Linked DNA regions of Rattus norvegicus: region 1 is linked to region 2. Evidence: chromatin contacts called from public Hi-C data. All regions are on one chromosome and are shown on one strand. Each heading gives the region's core, a stretch centred on a gene start, on an enhancer-like site or on the middle of the called end of the contact. The rest is flanking DNA. Distances are from core to core; before and after follow the strand shown.

Region 1 (6,007 bases), core at 104-2,603, 670 kb after region 2:
ATTAACCTAGCTTGTGGTGCCAAACACCTGCCTCACGGGACACATGGTTCACCTGAGGGCATGCTAAAGCTATGGAAGCCTTTAAAAAATACTGTACTTAACAGAAGCCCTTCCCTCAGTGCAGGGCCTTGTGGAGCTTCCACCCTGTGAGCTCCTACCCTTCCATTTCCTTCTTCCTCAGGCCTAACTATTTTTCAAGCCTAACCCTGATACTCTGAGCTTCCTCACTTTTCTCTGAAGACCTCCCTCTTCTGCCAGCCTCCGATGCTGAACATGCCAGCCTTCTTGGACCCTACCTCAAAAGGCACAGATTTCTCTCTCCTGCTTCCTCGACTGCCAAGATTACAGCTTGCCTGGCTTCCTGTTTTTCCTCTCAGAGCCTACAAACAAATTGTCCAGAGGCTTCCTTCTTCTGACTCTATTTCAAAATTCTTCTATTGAGAACCCCGAAGGGAACCCCAGTTTTCCCAGTAACATGATGCATGCAAGTTCTTTGCAACTGAGAATGTCCTAGTAATTTTTTTAATAAGGGAGAAAATAGCTTTCATGGGATTTATTTTTGTTTTATCTATATGGGTGTTTTGTCTACATGTACGTCTGTGTACCACATGTGTGCAATATCCAAAAAAAAAAAAAAAAGTGTCAGATCCCCCTTGGAAACTCAAGTTATAGATGGTTGGAAAACACCACGTGGATTGAGGAAATCAAACACCGGCCCACTGGAAGAGCAGTCAGTGCTCTTAACTACTGAGTTGTTTAGTCAGCCCCCAAAGTAACAATGTTTTAACTTGTAAGGCTACTACATATTTTCTAGTACTGGAAAGTGTGGGCAGTATATAACGACATTATACAATCATAAGAATGAATGCAAAGGTAATTGCTAATTTATAAAGTCTAGAATTTCAATCAGCCTACTCACGGTAAGTTTAAACTTCTTTATTTAAGCTTAGTCTTTGTTTGCAGCTGGAAGTTCTTCTAGGAAGGGATGGGCCTGTAATTCCACAGCAGTCAGCAGGTGGCGATATTGGACAGTCCCGTTTTTCTGTTTTTCCTTCTTCTCTTTGAAACTCATTGCCTAGCTGGCAGATGGCCTTGTTCTCAGAATAAGCCAGGATGAGACCCGGATACTGAAACCATGCAGAAGCTTATTATTTGTGACTGACACTATTAGCAGCATGCTCAGAGCCATATTATAACCCAGCCAGGGGGAGCTGCCAGGTATATTAAAACTGCCTGGCGCTGGCTTTCTTCTGCTGACCCGCAGCGCTTTCTTTTCACAACCTGGAACTGGTGAGCAACAAAGGCTGAGCCTGGAGTCACGTCATCTCTGAGACTTTCAAATCAAATTACAGCCATTCCGGATGATAAATATGCTTTTTTTTTCTTTCTTGCAGCTCTTTCCTGTTGAGTGAGCCTCACATTACACACACTCTCTGCCCCCACCCCTTGCCACAACAACAACAACAAAAACAGCAAATAAAAGCAGGCAGCGTAAGAATTGGCTCTTTTCTTTGACTCAGAGACGAGCCTCGCCCTAACATATTGTCTAAGCCGTTGCAACAGAATAACTCAGCTCCTCTCAGTAACACGTTGCCTCCACTGGGCATTGGGACCCCGGACTGAGCAGTCAGAGACTCAGTTCTCTGGTCCCTTCCCATGTAGACCACACTTGGAAGGAATTAGTAGGTAGATGTTTGCTAGCTCCTCATTCTAGCTGTATGTCTTGGAATCCACCGGCAACTAAAATGGAGAGAAGTCCTGGAGCTCCTGTTCAGCACACAGCAGTAGGCAGCTTTTCTCCTGATCACGTTAGCTTGTGAAAAAGATACTGAAAACTCAAGGGCTTAAAAAATAGACAGTGTGATTTTTTTTATTTTTTTATTTTTTGTAAAAGTGCAAAAAGCTTAGCCCGATTTGAAAGACTGAGGAAAGGGAAAAGTGGTTCATTCCACAGTAAATATATCTTTATTGACTGCATTTATCGTGTTTAATCTCATAGTAAAAGAGCCACCCAGATGGTCCTTTAATGTTCCTTTTAGTACAAAGATTTTCTGAATCTTCTAGAGAGGAGTAGGTGGTGTGGGTAGGAAAAAAAAATAAAATGTGCTATTTTGGCTTCCAGGGAGGAGGGGAGAGAAGCAATTATTTTTAGAATCTGTTCTAGTTGCACACAGTTTTAGAAGAAATGGAAGAGTGTGTGTTAATGTCAGTGAATTCTTCAGGGGATGAAGTCTGCAGAAACATCCCAGCGACAGTGCTGGCAGAGAACACACTTCTAAGTACTGTGTGTGCACGTGTGCCTCCCTCACAGGTGTGGGGGAGGGGCTGGTCAGACCATGCATGTGGGAGGAAGCAGGGTTGCTTGGATTCAAAAGTAGCTAGTCTCGAATCCATTCTCCGTAAGAAAGTAACATTGCTTATTCAGGGAGAGGTAGAGAAATAATATACAGTTGAAATATAGGAAAGGCAGGAGCAAATTGAATAAAGTGTGTCTGTCTGTCTGTCTGTCTACACACACACAGACACACACACACACGCAGAACCATACTGTTAATTTATCTTAAGGTACAAGCTGAATAAAGTAACCAGAATGTTCCCCAGCATTAAAAGTAAATATGAACTCCACTGCTGTAACAGAACATCTTATTGTTGAACACTGTCTTGATCCCTCCCAAGGATTAAGTCATTTTTAAAATCATTCTTACATGATAAATAGCGTTCCCACTTGTGACCCAGAATAAGCTTATTTGCTTCGATCCCTAGAGAATTCTTTACCACGAACAGCCCTTTAACGTGGACTCTTTGTGTAGGGTTTTCTTTTTCCTCTTTCGGATTGCACTAATAATTCACTTAAGCCTGTCAAACGCCATCCAGATTCCAATCCATATGCAGCATGCAAACACTTGGATGCTTCAAGAATCTTTAATAAATAGTGCCCTTCATTCAGACTTACATAGTCAACGGATATTGATTGCAAGTAAGAAGGAAAATTTTCCATAGCTTGAACTGTGCCTTTTAATATACGAAAAATAGTGATGGTGGATCTGGACTTGGGTTTACTACTTTATATATTTATTATATTTTAAATATATATACATCAAACTTTTTAACTTTTGATGTAAAAAAAATGAACAAATCTTCCCACAGAGGGATTCTTTATATTCTAGACACTGAACAGAAAAACCCAGATCTCTTGGTGTTTTCCTCTCTCTTCCTTGAGAGACTTCCCCACAGAGCCACACGCCCCTCCTACCCTTCACCTTGAGTTTCCTACCATCCTTGGCACATGATGTCATAGGCTTCTCTCTAGAGCACTGGCAGTCAGCTGCAGCCAGGGTTCTTAGTATCTCGATGTGCATCTGCTTGGTAAATGTGGTATTTGTGAGAAGGAGCCTCTGTTTCTCCTCTCATGGGTAAGGTGGTGGGTGAGATGTTGGTTTAGAAATCCAGACTTTTTTTGTTAAGTCCATTCCTTTATAGGTCCATTCATAGACACTACTAAAGCGATGTTTAACTGGCCCTGATACAGAGGCCAAGGGTCTGAAGGGGACAAGAATGGCCACTGCTCTCAATGGTGACATTTCCAGGCTGTGGTAAGGATCCTGTGACTGTGGCTGAGACCTGACCTCAACCCCCACCCCGAATTTAATCTTCCTAGCACTCCTTAAGGAAACAGTTTATAGAGCATTTAAGGAAGTAAATGCTAAAAGGCAGTGTAGCCCACTGAACAGCGCTCATGCTCGGCCCCTCTGTAGCCCTTGAAGTTGCTGTCTTCTCCCGAAAAGGCTTCTTGGTTTTCTTAAACTCCCACAGCCCTCACACACCCCAAGACCCCCACACATACCACAGCCTCACACACACCACAGCCCCCATACGTACCTTACCATGGCTCCTCAGCTCCTCAACCTGGCTCTGGTCCTCGACGTTAGTCTCTCCCTCCTGTATGGCCTTTTAAACCACCTCTTTATTTACCGTTTTTATATAGGGTCTTAGTAATAGCCCTAGTCAGCCTTCTGTATCACGCTCCTGCATGCAAGGGCTGCAGGCATAGGCAGCGGAAGCCATCTTTTTCCGTGTTCTTTTAAGCAGTTGCTGCCCCAGTCTGTGCCCTCCTCAGCTTGGGAAGCTATTGCTTGTTCTGTCCCTACTCCTAACACCTGGAACACAGCCGCTGTGGTCCAATGCTGGATGATTAGATGTTCTCCCCCACTTCCCCCTCCCCCCTCCCTCCTCCCCCCTTCCCCCTCCGCCTTTTCCTGAGGAGGCCACAGGAAGCAGCTAACTTCAATTCTGAGACTTTAGGACTCACAAAAATACCCAAGACCTCAGCACTGTCTGGGCATCCCGGGTACCGTTTCTCCCTCTCACAGTTTTTACCCAACCTACCTTCTCTCTCACTCTGCCTCAGCAGTGGGTGAATAGGGAATAGGAGTGTAGGGAATAGGAGTCACCACTCAGCCGCTGTTTTCCCAAAGACACAGACTGTTGGCTCTTTCAGTGACGCAGAATGGTGTTAACGTTGTCTATCAGCGAGGGTGTTGGTCTGCCTTTAATTTTCCTCGAGACTGTTTCATTGTGTGTCAGGTCATACAGGCTTTGAAGGACAACTGGTTAACTATAGATTGATCCATCCAGGTGAATATGGGTGGTATTCTCACGTCTCTGCGTCTGAACAACGTGTCAGTAACGATGGTCCAGACGATATGTTGAGATTGCACGTGCAAGGCCCTCAGCCCGGTGCCTGGCGTAAGGAAGTGTCTGTGGGCTGCTCCAGCACTGGGAGTGTGTGAAGTGTGGCTGCGGAGGAGGGGGCTGAGTTCAGAAACCTCTGCGTTGAATGGCAGAGAGTCCGTTCTCTCGGTTGCCTCTTTTTACTGAACCTTGAAGGAGCTCCTTATTCGAGGTTTTGTATTAAAAACATGGTTTACATCCAGGTACTTGTCATTCCTCTGCTTACTCTGTATCCTGCCTAGCAACTTAGGCAGCCTGTGCACAGAATAGATCTCCCGTGAGCCATGGTGTCTGTTAGCTGGGACTTACATTTTCCTCTCCACATGTTTGCCTGGTGTGTCTGTGTGTGTCTGTCCTTTGGTTCGACTCTCCGGTCTGCAGGGGCCTGGAGTTTTGTGACACACCCCCCCAGAGAAGCCTTTTAGGTTCTGAGGATTGTCTGTTCCCTTCTGAAAGCACATCCAGTCTGTGAGACTGTGCCAAGTTGAAAGGAGGAAGGCTTGCTTTAGTCACAAGTCCTGCACAACCGCACTGACTTCACTTTCTTCTCCAGGACCTTCAAATTGAACGGGAGAGGAGTGCATATAATATATCCGGTGGCTGCACGGCCCTCATCGTGGTTTGCCTTCTGGGGAAGCTCTACGTGGCAAATGCAGGTGACAGCAGGTGAGCACATGAGCAGCTCAGGTCTACCTGCTCTTTAAGAATTAAACGATTTAAAAGAAAGTTATTCTGGTTGGAATTAAATGTGGGAAGCACACGCTTCCTGCATCTCGACAGGAATATATTTGGTTGTTTGGCTGGTTGGTTGGTTGGTTTGGTATGGCCCTGGCTGTCCTAGAACTTGCTCTGTAGACCAGGTTGGCCTCAAACTCACAGATTCACTTGCCTCTGCCTTCCGAGTGCTGGGATTAAAGGCTAGAAATACATTTAGGAACAATCGGTGCTATTGAAGGATGAAAAGCTTGAGACTTGTTCATAGCCACAGCTGGTGTGTGCGCGCCTAGAATCCATCTAAACCAGGAATGTTCAAACCATTCTTTTTGACTTTGGAACTTTATTTTTTTTTAATAAAAGCATAGCCTAGTCAGGATATTGGAGAGCTGGAGAGAAGAGGGAAGGGATGAGGAGAGGAGGGGAAGGGAGAAGAGGGGACTGAATGGAGTGAGTTTGTGGAGAGATCCAAGCCACTGCCCTACAAACAAGCTCCCCACAGTGACTTGGCATTTGTCTCCCAAGAGCCCAGATACTTTTCTTCTTATGTATATGCTTTGGG
Region 2 (6,285 bases), core at 1,867-4,366:
GAACCCAGGGCCTTGCGCTTCCTAGGTAAGCGCTCTACCACTGAGCTAAATCCCCAGCCCCGAGCTCCCACTAATTTATCTCAGTAGCTCCATGCTGCCCCTGTTCACTCTCTGACCCGCTGTCTGTGAGCCGTTCCAACATGGCACCCTGTCAGGCCACCCCCGCCCACACTCACAGCTCTCTTGGCTGGTTTCCACCAAGCCAGAGACATACACATCCCAATTCCGTGGCCGGCTTGGTGCATCCTGCCACCATACATTCTCTTGAACTCAACTAAGTCACCACACGAAAGAACACATGGCCGCCATGTTCTCTCAGCTCCCTGCTCCTCACTTTGTCCTCCTCTCCTCTCTGAAAACGTTTCTCCTGCCCATCCTCCCTTCTCATCCAATGACAGGCCTCGTTCTATCCTGTACCTGCCTTCACCTGCGTAATGACGCCAACCTGCAATGATTGCCCTGGCTAATACATTTTAAACAGGATCGCTGTGTGGCACCTTGGGGTAGGTTTAGGAGCCAGCTGGTGTTCTGCCATTCTCTTCCCTGTGTGTTTCCATGGTTGCCGAGCACAGGACAGCTATGGATGCGGTTTAGCACACAACTGGAAACTTACTCAGAACGTGATGACATTTTTGTCACTGTGCTGTAGAGTTGTCACGTGTGCTGACTTTGTAAGTGACAGTGGTTGCACTCCAAGGAGAAGGTTGCCTGTTCACTGCTGACGGTGTGTGTGTGATTATCATGAACAGGGAAGCCCCCGTTGAAGGGCCATGGCCAAGTGCCTTGATCAGAAAAAATAAGTCTCACTTCCTGTATATCACAACACCTCTAAAGGGTCTGCATTATTTGCTAACCCAGAATTGCTTAGGTTCTGCTGACGATACAGCGATATTCGGAGCACCAACTGACAAGCGAGTGTGCGACATTTTACATTCTGAATGGCAACACAGCAAAATACACACACAGTTTGGTGACATGTCGGATTTAGGAGTCGAACAAGAGGTTTTCTGTAAATGTGTTTTGAGGGTGTTCGAAGATTGTCCCAGAGCAAACCATTTTGTTTCCCAAAGTGGAATTCAGTGTTGCTGCCAAGAGATGGCGTCACAGGGCTCTTAAAGGCCAACATTCAGTAACTGAGTTTCATCTTTGTTCAGAGGACAGGTGGAATCTGGAGGATGTTCTTAAACATGTGTGCAGGCAATGAATAAGTATTTGCCCCAGACCCCATCTTCATCCCTCATTTTAGCCATGCAACAGTGGGTGTGAGCAAACAGGGCTCCTTCCTCTTCAAATGACCCTTCTTTATGTCAAAATGACAGTGTGTGCCGCTGCCTCTGTGGTGGCAACAGCAGACAGTGCAGCAGTGTCTGGTAGATTACTCTCTTGGTAGAAGGCTACCATGAGCAGTTGTTGGTTAATGTGTGATGCCAGAGGTCATCCCACCAATACATGTGGTTATGTAAGATGCTAACACCATCAATCTGGAGAAACAACGTTTGAGGCACATGGTCCAACCTTACAGTTTAAATAAAAAAAATCGTGTGTGTGGGGAGGGGGTTGGGAAAGGAACTCAATCATTGTAATAGATTTTGTGCTCTTTTCTTTGACACTGCACCTTCTTTTTGGTTCTTTTTTTTTTTTTTTTCCGGAGCTGGGGACCGAACCCAGGGCCTTGCGCTTCCTAGGCAAGCGCTCTACCACTGAGCTAAATCCCCAACCCGACACTGCACCTTCTTAATATAGCAAGAAAAAGAAAGGTACTAGAAATAAACTGTCCAAAATTTGCAAAATTTGCAAACAGTTCTGCCAAGACCTTATTCTGTAGGGCAGATGGGAAACCGCACTTTACCATAATGAACAGAAGAGGGCGCTGCAGGCAAGCTTTTAAATATCTGAACGCTGCATTTGTCCTAGAGATTTCTGATACGTTCTGAAAAAAGATAATGTTCTTTTAAAAATATGTTACAAAAGGTGGATCTATATCTGTAAATCTGTAATGTTTGTTTTGGGTTTTTAAGAACAGGATGTTGCAAATAGAACTCCGGGTTTGTTGTTAAGGATGTGTAAACATGGCCAATGTTTTAGGAGCAAGCTGTTTCCAGGTCTCTTCACTGGAGGATCCAAATGGGATAAAAAGTGAGAGAAAAGAAAGATTTATCGGGGTTGGCACCATGGGCTGTGTGCTGAGGCTTGTCCGTCCCCTCCTTGCTGTTCCTGCGATTTACCCCTCCTTCACTGTGATTGGCTCGGGTAGAGTCTTTCATGTACTATATCTGGCTAAAACTCAGGAAAATACTATTGCTCCTGGTTCTGGGAAATGTTTACACTGACGATGCCCTGCCACAGTGACATGGATGCTACTAACAGGCCAAAGGTCGTGAAGGTCGTGTGCCACCATTCGTTCTGCTGATAGGGTATTCACCCACTGTACAGTGTGTTGTTTCGCTACTGTTTAAAAACAGCTTTTTTTTTTTTTTTGACACCAGTTCGCTTGTCGGTTCAAACCAAACTCTTTAGTCTTGTTTTGACCAAGCCTCAAAATATGCTTGGTCTTCCCTGTAATCCAGAGCAAAGATGTTTTACAATCAAGCTTGGATATGGAAAGCGTATTGCTAGTCTTTGCAGAGGGCAGAGACGGGAGGGGCTTGTGTGGATCTGAGCTATGATATGGTTGGCGTTCGCTCACGGAGGTCAAGCTGAGTATTGTCACTAGCAGTTCGTTTCCCTAAAAATCTCTGCCCCTTTAATATGCGAATAGGGCTGTGCTATAATGCACTCAGCTGGGACAGCAGCTCTGCCCTGTGATTCTGGAGGAGTCCAGCCTTGACGTCTAAAAGTGTTATTTATCTTTGTGGTGCGTACAGAAAGCTCTCACATAGAGGGGGAGTAGGATCTTGGGACCCCTGGGTCACTAATTTACTTTCATGGCTCGCTGGATCAGGAGTCACCTTCCTCTGTCAGCCATTTATTTATTTATGGCCTGCCACTTTAAGAGACAAAAAAACTGTTTGTTTCAATGAAAACTCCCAGAAATGTCCCAAGGTTGGTGATGACAGCTTGCTTTCCAAGTGAGTGTCTTGGGGCTTCTGACTAAACTCCCGAGTCATTAGTCAACATCTAGACTTCCGGAATAGTTCTGTAATTTCATAGTGGACAGGGTAAGTTTCATTCATGATCCCTACCAAAATGCTGCAGATGTTTGACACTCCTAGCTGATAGTTTATCTTATTCTTCCACATCTTCTACTACTGCGGAAATATTTCCAGTTTCTTGAATTGTACACCGTGTGACACAAGGGCAGGTCATTCCTTTATCCTCTCAGGAAGAGCCACGGTGAAATGCAGCACATCTTACTCCTATAGCCTAGCAGAGAAAACGAAGTCATCTTACTGTGCGGGAAATGACTTACGTCCAGTCAAAGCATGCACGGGGACTGGAGAGATGGCTCGGTGGTTAAGAGCACTGACTGCTCTTCCAGAGGTCCTGAGTTCAAATCCTAGCAACCACATGGTGGCTCACAATCATCTGTAATGGGATCTGATGCCCTCTTCTGGTGTGTCTGAAGACAGTGACAGTGTACTTATATATATAATAAATAATAAATCTTTATTAAAAAATAGCATGTACAGAATCTGTATGCTGAAATACAATGAGAATGAAAAAGAAAGACCTAAATGGCTGGAGACGAATACTCATCAGGAAGCACGTGCTTGAGATCAACAACTGTTCTCTAAATTACCGATAGATTTCAGTAAACACCGATAAATGTTGAACCTCGATGCTTTAGAAACGTGGACAAGCTGATTGTAAATGTACATGGGAAATCATGAGAATGATGACAGCCTAAATAAGGGACAGGAAAACAGAGGAATCATGGAACTTCACTCCAAGACTGAGGAAAAAGCCACAGTGATCACGACACTGCTGTCAGTGAGCCCAAGGGTCCGAAAGAGCATCCAAGTGTTAATGTGCAGACCAACATTTGGGTAATTTTTCTTCAAAAATCAGTGGAAAAACAATTTCCTCATGGATAATTAAATATCCATGAGGAAAACAGTCATAATTTTCAGAACTTCTGTAAAGTTACCTTGAAATGGACCATAGGTTAAATAGAAAATTATAAAGCTTTAAAAAGAGATCATAGAAAATTATCTTCATTACTTAGGGATGGGCAGTAAGTTTCACATATGACACCAAACCCCAAAATCTCTGAAAAAAAATTGATAACAGGAAGAAAATGTTTGCAAATCATATACACAACCAAATGTATCCACAATGTAAAGTGTGGTCTCGATACACCATGGCAAGAAAACAAGTTCCTGGTGGAAAATAAAGGTCAAAATATTGGAGATGTTTGTACAAATTGTTTTCCTCACTGTTGTGAGAAAATAATGGACAGAGGCAATTTAAGAAAACACAGGGTTATTTTGGATCGTGGTTTGAGGGTACGTTCACTACGCCGGGGAAGGTGGGGTTGCAGAAGGGTGAAGCATCTGGCTGCAGTGTGTCTGCAGTCAGGAGGAAACACAGCTGGTTACCGGGGCTTAGTTTCCTTTCTCCTTTTAACTCAGCCCCATGGGATGACACATCTCATGTTCAAGGTGGGTCTCCTGTGCTCCATTAAATTTTCCTGGAAACACCCTCATAGACAGAGTCCTGGAGGTATGTTGTCATGGTCCTAAATCTTGTCAAGTTGACAGTGAAGAGGACCCGTCACACTGCTTTCTCAAATGAGGCATACATGTGGCACATGTGTGTGAGAAGACTCTCATCTAGAATAACTAATAAATGACAACAAAACTAAAACAAAATATCCTGACAATGCTGTGTCAATAAAGAGGTAGAATAATTGCAGGAACACAGGAACTCATTATTTTAGAGAAACTGATTTTCATACAAAATGCCATCTCTATTTTATTGCAACATTATTCCCAGGTGTCAAGAACTGGTCACACCTCGAGTGCCTTAAAATGTCCACAATAAACTGTGAGCCATTCAACTAACAAAATTAGACATCATAGTAATAAAAAAGGATGAATTCACATGAAAGGATCCCAAAATACTGAGTAAAAGGGGGGTGGTCAGAAGGTTATACTTTGTGGTTGAACTGAAATGACATTATTGATGAGGACAGAGAACAGACCCCCCTGCTGCCAGGGCCACAGTCTGGGAAGGGCCCGAGAGCCAAGGGCAGCTGGAGGAAGCTTTTGAGGTAATGGAGGCCTTCAGTATTCCAATTGTGGAGATGATTCCATGCATTTACACTGATCTTAAAGTTATTTTTAAATTGTATGCATGTGTCTGTATGTGGGTTGTGGGTGGGTACTGGTGGCAGTCAGAAGAGGGCAGAGGATCCCCTGGAATGGGAGTTGCTGGTGGTTGTGTGCTGCCAGATGTGGAATTTAAATTTGGGATTTGAGCTCAGGTCCTTTGCAAGAGCAGCAAGTGCTCTTAATCACTGACCCATCTGCCCAGCCCCCATATTGGTTTTCAAGCCAGCAGAACCCCATGGCAAAAACAATATCCCAGATTTGAAGTCATATTCAGAGCTATGCTCAGCTTCCCCATCCACAAATATAACAATACACACATGAACACATACATGCACACATGCACATATGCACACACACGAGCACATGCCCACATACATGCACACATGCACACACATGCACACACATACACATACACACAAAAATGCACATATACATGCATGCACATGCACATACACATACACACAAAGATGCACACATACATGTGCACATACATGCACACATGCACACACACATACACACAAAGATGCGCACATACATGCACACACGCACGCATGCACACACACATGCACACAAAGATGCACACATACATGCACACATGCACACATGTACACACATATTTGTAAGGCTGAAGAGTTGTCCTTGGGTATGTACATTTGTTCAAACTTGTCAGTGTTTAAGGATAAAAATTTGGTATATAAATTCTTTGTGAATAAGAAGATTGATTAAACAATTAAAAATGTGGCACTGAGACAAGACCAGAATGTAATGCTTGAGGCACTGATCCTGAGTAAAAGGCAAAAATGAACTATTTTCTGTTCTGTTATATGCTACAAAGAGTTCATCTACTTAATCAATCAATTGTATGAAAAGATTTCTTATGTAACCACTATGCACTGGGTATTGTGCTCTGAGTGCTTTTGGGTTGGGATGTTTTCTGTAGTTTGAAATATCCTCTCAGTATCATGTCAGAAATAATAGGACTGTGTCACATGGAGTGGAAGAAAGGAGAAGC

Evidence for each region. A called contact is a pair of places that touch in the nucleus more often than the background predicts.
Region 1: a Hi-C map of the Rat2 cell line shows a contact between it and region 2, with 6 times the contacts expected there. The contact joins two enhancer-like sites. A contact is called at or near these places in 4 of 12 Hi-C or Micro-C datasets (the A7r5 cell line, the Rat2 cell line, Schwann cells and 1 more).

What each region holds. Positions count from the first base shown.
Region 1 is chr7:60,351,093-60,357,099 of GRCr8, forward strand. Ppm1h (protein phosphatase, Mg2+/Mn2+ dependent, 1H) reads left to right here. Exons shown (of 10, transcript NM_001271079.2): 4 at 5,285-5,397. It overlaps LOC134479882 (a long non-coding RNA gene), which reads right to left and starts at 4,646. Exons shown (of 2, transcript XR_010053726.1): 1 at 3,880-4,646; 2 at 1-1,401. Within about 2 kb of position 1,354, at least 55 of the 93 cell types and tissues checked have an H3K27ac peak or open chromatin away from gene starts, as enhancers often do.
Region 2 is chr7:59,675,130-59,681,414 of GRCr8, forward strand. No RefSeq gene overlaps it. Among named protein-coding and RNA genes, the nearest start is that of Rxylt1, 10 kb to the left of the region's middle. Within about 2 kb of position 3,117, at least 2 of the 93 cell types and tissues checked have an H3K27ac peak or open chromatin away from gene starts, as enhancers often do.